Linked DNA regions of Mus musculus: region 1 is linked to region 2. The links are chromatin contacts, called in public ChIA-PET maps. All regions are on one chromosome and are shown on one strand. The core of a region is the stretch at or near the end of the contact, and the rest is flanking DNA. Distances in the headings are between cores, read along the strand shown. Region 1 overlaps Smg6 (Smg-6 homolog, nonsense mediated mRNA decay factor (C. elegans)). Region 2 holds the start of Rilp (Rab interacting lysosomal protein).

What was found. ChIA-PET counts read pairs in DNA pulled down with a chosen protein or histone mark.
Region 1: an RNA polymerase II ChIA-PET map of memory CD8 T cells shows a contact between it and region 2, with 7 read pairs. The contact joins the enhancer-like site here to the promoter of Rilp in region 2. A contact is called at or near these places in 4 of 39 promoter capture datasets (the C10 cell line, cranial neural crest, liver and 1 more), 1 of 484 Hi-C or Micro-C datasets (pro-B cells) and 4 of 115 datasets of contacts at active chromatin or transcription factors (embryonic basal ganglia, embryonic stem cells, memory CD8 T cells and 1 more).

The regions. Positions count from the first base shown.
Region 1 is chr11:74,958,302-74,962,435 of GRCm38.p6, forward strand. The region is part of intron 8 of Smg6 (Smg-6 homolog, nonsense mediated mRNA decay factor (C. elegans)); the gene reads left to right. Among named protein-coding and RNA genes, the nearest start is that of Srr, 34 kb to the left of the region's middle. Within about 2 kb of position 1,855, at least 73 of the 459 cell types and tissues checked have an H3K27ac peak or open chromatin away from gene starts, as enhancers often do. A contact at or near this core is called in memory CD8 T cells and pro-B cells, where this site is marked.
Region 2 is chr11:75,508,110-75,512,265 of GRCm38.p6, forward strand. It overlaps Rilp (Rab interacting lysosomal protein), which reads left to right and starts at 1,985. Exons shown (of 8, transcript NM_001029938.2): 1 at 1,985-2,263; 2 at 2,335-2,428; 3 at 2,523-2,629; 4 at 2,713-2,898; 5 at 3,180-3,325; 6 at 3,671-3,793. The coding sequence starts at 2,039. It overlaps Prpf8 (pre-mRNA processing factor 8), which reads left to right. Exons shown (of 42, transcript NM_138659.2): 39 at 165-305; 40 at 412-551; 41 at 658-860; 42 at 1,026-1,338. The coding sequence ends at 1,180.

The DNA.
Region 1 (4,134 bases), core at 605-3,104, 550 kb before region 2:
CACAGTTCCATATTTATTAAAATAAGTAAGTAGGTAATATATTATATATACATATACAATTTTTAGTCACCTTCCTTTCTCCTCCTCTTGTTATCACTAAACTTGGGAGAGCTTTCTGTGAATAATTTCTTTCAAATCAAGTGTATCTCTCAAGAGCCTGGTTTTTTAGTAACTTTGATTAATTTTCTTTAGTATCTTACATGTCAAAGTCAGGTAATATAGAGGTTATTTAAGAGTCTGGGCTTTGAAAATCTCTGATTTTAAGTCCTAATTTTATTAGCTGTTATCTCTGAGGTCTGAGGCCCAGTCCATAACTGGCTGAACTTCAGCCTCCTCATCTGAAACATGGCAGTAATGATAATGTCACTTCCCAAGGTTTGAAAGTAATAGTTTTTGCTTGAAAATTTGCGGATCTGGCTTGGATGTTTTGTGCTTTTTAAAGAACCAGCCATAGTACAGAGTTCTGAATTTATTTTCTTTCTTTCTTTCTCTCTTTCTCTCTTTCTTTCTTTCTTTCTTTCTTTCTTTCTTTCTTTCTTTCTTTCTTTCTTTCTTTCTCTTTTTTGTTTTTTGAGACAGGGTTTCTCTGTGTAGCCCTGGCCGTCCTGGAACTCACTCTGTAGACCAGGCTGGCCTCGAACTCAGAAATCCTCTGCCTCCCAAATGCTGGGATTAAAGGTGTGGGCCACCATGCCTGGCTGAATTTTCTTGTTTTTAAATTTTTAAAAAATTATACAGATGACATTTTTTCTTCAGACCCATCATTTCTCTCACTTTTCAGTGTCCCTTGTACAGTTGTGTGCTAAACTGCTGCTGCCGCTGCTGCCACTGCCATAATGTTAAAGAAAGCTGCTGTGTGGGTGGCACACAGGCATTGCCCTCCCCCTCCCAGCCACCCAGGACAACTATAGGTCAGAGCCTTAGGTTTGAAGCCTGGTCATATGGTACATCAGGTCATATGGTACATTTTGGAGTGCATTCTAGTTGTTGGGCATAGATCATGGTAAATTAAGTTTGCAGTTTCAGAACTCCTGTCAGGATGAAGGAGCAGAACCAGTGTTTACCCTCATTTCCTCTGGACAGTGTAGAATGTTAGAGAAAAATTTCATCTCTGGGTTTGCTAGTAAGCAGATGTTTCATGTCTGATAACCCAGTTTCTTTGTTGCTCTGTAATTATGTGATCCTGGTAGAGAAAGACGAATTGTTGGTTTCCTGGGTGTAAGGATTGCATGTTTGGTTGGCTTTGGTCCTTTTGTTTGTTTTGTTTTATTTTCATCAGGGTTGCCGTGAGTTGATTTCATGTCAGTTCCCATTTCACTTTTCTAGTTTGTAGTGTGAACCTCATGTTCTACTCCTTCACCTCAGAATCAAGTTTTAAAGTTGCTTCATGAGTGGAGATTAGGCAATAAGCCTGCGAGAGTTCATGGCAGCCTCCTTCCTATAGGACAAGGCTGCAGGTTGGCTCTGCTTTTCATAGGCTCTAGGAACAGTTCAGCTAGACTGCTGTTAAAGTTATAAGCAGGATTGGAGGTTTTCAAAGGATATAAACTGCTTTGTGTGGAGCAGCTCCTAACAAATCAGGCCTAAAGGCAGCCTCCTAGACTGTTGGACTGTGGGGCTGAGGTCTTTGTTTCTGTGGTTGACTGCAGTGAAGTTTCTCAGAGCATACTGGCCCTACCTTCAGACCTGTGGCAGCCCTTATGACCTCGGTCACCAAACCACTTCAGGGCTTTATTTTTATCCTGGCCTTTGGTTTTAAGATAGGAGGTTGGTTTTTTTCCTCTAAAGTTCTCTGGGGAAGAAACAGTGCCAGGGTGCAGTAGAGGCTGGTTAAACACCAAAACCACACTCTTCGTGTTTCTGGGCTTGAGACGTGACATAAGCTGTGCCACAAACACCAGCTTCCACGCTATGAAGAAGCTTCCGTTCATTCGCTTGTTTTGTACTTTTAGACAAGTAAAATGGTGTAGGAGGCAAATGTGCCCCTTCCCAGACACCACTAGATAGAATGCTAAGAGGGGACATTTTAAAAATCCAGCATTTTCCAACTTTAGTTTTTTCATCTTCTCCAAGGGTAATGGTGAGAACTCTCACAACTTACTAGGTCTCAGGAAGCCAGATTACCAACATATCCTGTTCGCGTGCATGTGTGTGTTCTGTTACCCACAGGCCACTTTCCACCCCACATGACCTTCAGTTACCATCCGGAAAGTCGGACCCAGATACCAGTCAGAATTTCCAAGCTTTGGTTTAATTTAGACATTTTAGAAATAGTAATGACAGTAATTGTAAAGAGAAGTCACTTGAGTAACATACAGAACAAGTATAAACAATACATCCTGAAGGAGGAAGGAGTGAGGTGGTGCGCTTTTCCAGTAATGTGCTTAAAAGTTAGCATTCAGGCCGGGTGGTACGCACGCCTTTAATCCCAGCACTCGGGAGGCAGAGGCAGGCGGATTTCTAAGTTCGAGGCCAGCCTGGTCTACAGAGTGAGTTCCAGGACAGCCAGGGCTACATAGAGAAACCCTGTCTCGAAAACCAAAAAAAAAAAAAAAAAGAATAAAAGAAAAAAAAAGCATTCAGAAGAAAACATGAAGCAGCTAAAATGTTCAGAGGAAGAGAAAGTAATCAGAGAACAATTTGGTTACAAATCAAACACATTTTTAAATTTTGGGGTCTTAATTTAAATTACTTTTTTATTTTTCCATTTCGTGTGTGTGTGTGCTCGCGTGCCTATGGAGGTCCAAGAACATCTTCTGGGAGTTGGTCTCTCTTTTTGTCACGTGGGTCCCAGGGATTGAACTCAGGTTGTCAGGCTTAGGGCAAGCCTTTGTCTGCTAACCTGTCTTCCCAGCCCCAATTCTTAGGTATTTAAACTTTTGTTATTTAAAAAGTATTTTTAGAGATTTAAAAAAATTATTTGTAGTTGTGCATATATGGGTATGGATATATATATATATATATATATATATATGTATATATATACATATATGTACACACACACACACACACACACACACACACACACACACGATGAGTCCAGATGCTGGCGAGGCCAAGAGGTATCAACGATCCTGGAACTGGAGGTGTAGGAAGTTATTAACTGCCAAATATGGGTGCTGGGAACCAAATTTGGGTCTTAACATCTGAGCCATTTCTCTAGTCCCATTAAATATTTTTAAATGAATTTTATGTGTATGGGCATTTTGTTTGAATGGCCAGAATAGGGCATCAGAGTGTCTGGAACTGGAATTACACACTCGTGTGAGCCACCAAGTGGATGATAGGATCTAAACCTAGGTTGTCAATAGCCAGTAGTCTTAAGTGTGAAACCAGTTATTATATATATTATTGACAGATCATGGTCACACATGCCTTTAATTTTGCCAATACAGAGGCAGAAGCAGGCAGATCTTTATGAGTTCAAGGCCAGCCTGGTCTTTGTATCAAGTTCCAGGCCATCCAAGTATACACGATGAGACCCTGTTTCAACAAAGAAATACACATTATATTATGTATATTATTTTATCGAAGTTGTTCATAACATAGTACTATACTTTATTTTACTTTTTTAAAGATTATTTGAACACAGAGATCTGCCACCATGCCCAACACATCTTTATTATTAATTTGTATGTGTGAGTAGCATAGGGGTGTGTGTTTGTGTGTGTGTATTTGCAAGGGTGCTACTTGTCCTGCCACTTTCCATCTTAATCTTTTATGGTTTCTCTGTAAACATGAAGCCCATATTTTATTAGTCAGCAAGCCCTAGTGCCCTCCTGTTTTCTTTCTTTCTATCACTTGGGCTACAGACATTTACAGGCTCATGCTCAGCATGTTATGTGGGTACAGACATGAGTGTGACCTTTGGTCCTTAGACTTTACAGGAAACACTTTTACCCAGTGAGTCTTCTCTTATCTCATTGCTTGATCCAGATGAAGTTGTTTATGCTGTCCATGCTAGTTTTAAATTAGTTTAAAATTCAGGCTTCCCCCAACCACCAATTCTTTCCTCACTGTCCTAGAAGCTGGGAGGGATCAAAGCAGTTAAGGTTGAGGGCCTTCTTATAAGACACTGCTAATGAAGGTTTTCGCACTCTTGTGATCACATAATCCTGTGTGTTTGCCACTTCA
Region 2 (4,156 bases), core at 735-3,234:
AAACTGGAGTTGCAGACAGTTGTAGGCCACCATGTGGCAGGTCCTCTGGAAGAGCAACCAGTACTCTTAACCAGTGAGCCATCTCTCCAGCCCCAACAATAAAATTTTAAAAACTTCTGGCATTCTGGGTTGGTACTAAGAATACCTTCTGATCTCATCTCTAGATTGCAGGATACCTGTATGGGGTGAGCCCTCCAGATAACCCTCAGGTGAAGGAGATCCGTTGTATTGTGATGGTGCCGCAGTGGGGCACGCACCAGACTGTGCACCTGCCCAGCCAGCTGCCCCAGCATGAGTACCTCAAGGTTAGTGGTGGTGGAGCCTGGGAGTGCACTCACTGTCGTGCTACCCTAATGGGGGACATTTGTCTGCAGATGGGTTGAACATCTCTTTATTGCTGTTTGCCTACAGGAGATGGAACCCTTAGGTTGGATCCACACTCAGCCCAATGAATCCCCCCAGCTATCACCCCAAGATGTCACCACTCATGCCAAAATCATGGCTGACAACCCATCTTGGGATGGGGAGAAGACTATTATCATCACGTGCAGGTTGGTGTGGGCCTCTTGGGTGGAAATATTATAGAGCAGGCATTGCAGGCCAGGACCTGGATTGGTGGCTTGAGCGCTTACCCTGTCCCTGTCCCCCCCACCCCAGCTTCACACCAGGCTCCTGCACACTGACAGCCTACAAGCTGACACCCAGTGGGTATGAGTGGGGCCGGCAGAACACAGACAAAGGCAACAACCCCAAAGGCTACCTACCCTCGCACTACGAGAGGGTTCAGATGCTCCTGTCTGACCGATTCCTCGGCTTCTTCATGGTCCCCGCCCAGTCCTCCTGGAACTACAACTTTATGGGTACGTGGTTGTGTGTGCCTAGGAAGTGTGGGGTAGAGACAGGTGACCAGCATGCTTGGTCATCTTGTCATCTTGAGGTCTGGCTGCCTTGGAAACGGTCCAGGGGCCCAGGCTGGGTGAGGCAGGCAGAACCTTATTAACTTCTGATGTTTCCCCTCCCATTAGGTGTTCGACATGATCCCAACATGAAATACGAGCTGCAGCTGGCAAACCCCAAGGAATTCTACCATGAGGTCCACAGGCCCTCCCACTTCCTCAACTTCGCCCTTCTGCAGGAGGGTGAGGTCTACTCTGCAGACAGAGAGGACCTCTATGCCTAGTTACTTCCTTCTGCTTCAGATCCCCAAAGCCTGGAGCCTCTTGAACGCCCTCCCCAGACAAGCTGCTGACATTCAGCAGTCAGCCCCTTTGCGTTCTGTGCTTGTGTTGTTGATAGATTGTAATCCTGAACAAAATGTAATAAATTTTATAAATAGTGCTTTTGTTTTCTTGCTGTTATGAGGTCAAATTCTGGGCATAGGCGTTTGAGGATTGGGGACTAGCTTGGGCAGTTGACAGCAAGGTACTGGGCCCTGCCTTCAGAGCCTTGAGGCCTTCTCCGCTGGAGGCTTAGAGGCTCCCTAGACTCAGGGAGCTGAGTTGGGGCTGGCTTATTACTTTGAGCATATTTGCTGGTTTCTCTGTAAAAGTACTTGGAGTCTACCTATTTTCAACATCACTTCTTGGACTGTGTGGTCCTCCTATAGCTGTAGTGCCCGGTCTCGTTCATTTTTGTAAACTGTGTGGTTCCTAGTGGGGGAACATACTTAAGTGACTGTCCCTGCAGTCCAGTAGAGGCTGTTTGCTGACCTTCAGTCTTTCACCTCTTGGCAGCCAAGTCCAGGGGTGGAGCCCGGGTCAGGCGCTATGGGGAGGGCTTGCCTGAAGTGACCACTTACAGCTCTAGTCCTCAACTCTTGGATACCTGCCTGGAAGTTGGCCGACCTGTATCCAGTGACCTTGTAGGGCACAGGGAGCCCAGAGCACTCTCCCACTCCAGGGCCTTTTTCCCTATTTGTTCCTCCCGGGTTGCTTCTACCCCGCCCCTTATGGCCCTAAACTTCCTGGGCCGGAACTGTTAAGCTTTTTCCTGCACCAGTTAAGGGTGTGGGTGGCTTTTGACCTTAAGAGAGGAAAAAATGGAGCCCAGGAGGGCAGCGCCCAGGCTACCCAGTCAGGCCTCTTCTTCAGTGGGCGCAGGGTCAGCCGCCGAGCTCGTGTACCATCTAGCGGGGGCTCTGGGCACTGAGCTACAGGGGCTGGCACGCCGCTTCGGACCCGACGCGGCGGCTGGGCTGGTGCCACTAGTCGTGCGGGCGCTGGAGCTCTTGGAAAAGGCCGCCGTGGGGCCGGCTCCGGACTCGGTGAGTCACCGGCTCCTCCTTTTACCCCTGAGAGCCGGCAGGCCTAACCCTGAGACCCCTGGCTCCCCCAGCTGCAGGTGTCCGCACAGCAGGCAGAAGTGGAGCTGCGGCGGCTGCGCGAGGAGAACCAACGCCTCCGCCAGGAGCTAGGCTCCGGGCCGCAGGGTGAGTGAGGGTCCCACCGGAGCAGAGCGAGCTGGGGGCAGCCGGGGCCTGCGTACCCCAGAGATCGGTAGTGCTAAAGACACCCCTTCCTCAGAGGAGCGCGCGCTGCTCCGACAGCTCAAGGAGGTGACAGACAGACAGCGGGATGAGCTTCGGGCACACAACCGAGATCTGCAGCGCCGAAGCCAAGAGACCGAAGCGGTGAGGGCGGGGCCAGGCGGAGTGGGGTGGGGCCGCTACGGCCCTCGGAGCCCCGCCCCTAGCTCTCTCGCTCCACCCCCTAGCTGCAGGAACAGCTACAGCGCCTCCTGCTGATCAACTCTGAGCTGCGGCACAAGCTGGCTGCAGTGCAGACCCAGTTGAGGGCCGCCCAGGACCGGGAGAGGGAGCGCCAGATAGCTCAGGATGGCTCCAGCCAGCTGGCTAAAGAACAGAGCTTGGAACCTGATGCGGCAACCTCAGATGACCCGGTAAGAGACGGAGCGAAGTCAAAATACATCCCAGAGCTCACAGCATTCAGCAGTTGATGACCCAGCCTGGGTTTACCTGGCATGGATGTACCATGCAGTATAGAAGGTACCCAGGAAGTTGGAAGGTAGCAACAGCAGTTGTGTGCTATGTACACCTATGTAGCAGCAACTTTGTCCTCTAAGTTTTCCCAGCAGACACTTCCCATAATATTATTGTGAGCGCTGGGACTTAGGGAAGAGCTAAGACAGACTGCTCTCTGACCATTCCTGACCTTGTACAGGTGGATACTCAGAAGCAGCCAGGGAACCTTCCAGAAGCTGTCCAGTGTGGATTCAGCAGGGAAGAGCTTAAGCAAATCCTTCAGGAGCGGAATGAGCTCAAAGCCAACGTGTTCTTGCTCAAGGAGGAGTTGGCGTACTTCCAGCGGTGAGGGACTGGAAGCCAGGATGCCTGTTCCTGGTCACCCCACCTTATTTTTTGGATCGTTTATAGATCAGCAGTGACAATTGCCAGGGTCCTGCTCAGGCACTGGGAAGAAGTAACTTCCACAGTCCTTGCCCTTCTGGAACCTCACTCAAACAGGGCAGCACCAGGGGTCACCAAACTGAAGCAGCAAGCCTTATCCTTAGGAGGGGCCATCTAAGCTCATTTCAGAGGTGTTGGCGGTATAGAGCTTTCACGGGTTTCCAGGGGAAACAGTGAGCAGAGCTCAGGTACTTGATTGACACCTCCTGTTGGCCTTCCCACTTTCTTCCCTTCCTGCTTCTCTAGAGAGCTGCTCACAGATCACCGTGTTCCTGGGCTTCTGCTTGAAGCCATGAAGGTGGCAGTCAAGAAACAGAGGAGGAAGATCAAGGCCAAGATGTTAGGGACACCTGAAGAAGCAGAGAGCAGGTAAGATCCTGCCTCTGTGCTCACCAAACGAACCCCTTGGCCTGCTGCAGTTCTGCTGTGCCCAGTGATACAACTTAGCTGTGCCTGGCACCTCACTCAGCCTGCTCTCCAGCTGCCGTCCTTTCCTCTGGAATCCACTGCTCCCGCTTGCCCCGGCTGCTATGCCTCCTGCTGAAGAAACTGTCCATGCTACTTCTCCAGACTCATGTTTCCTTCCTTGGCTGGATCTCTTTACTAAAGGAAGCTATGCAGTCTTGTGAGGGGCTGTTGTCTGCCTGGTTATAAAGAGTCCCTGATCCCCTCACTGTCCCCTCTCCAGCCCTGAGGCCTCTGTAGTCACTCCATCCTCCCCTGATGTTCCTG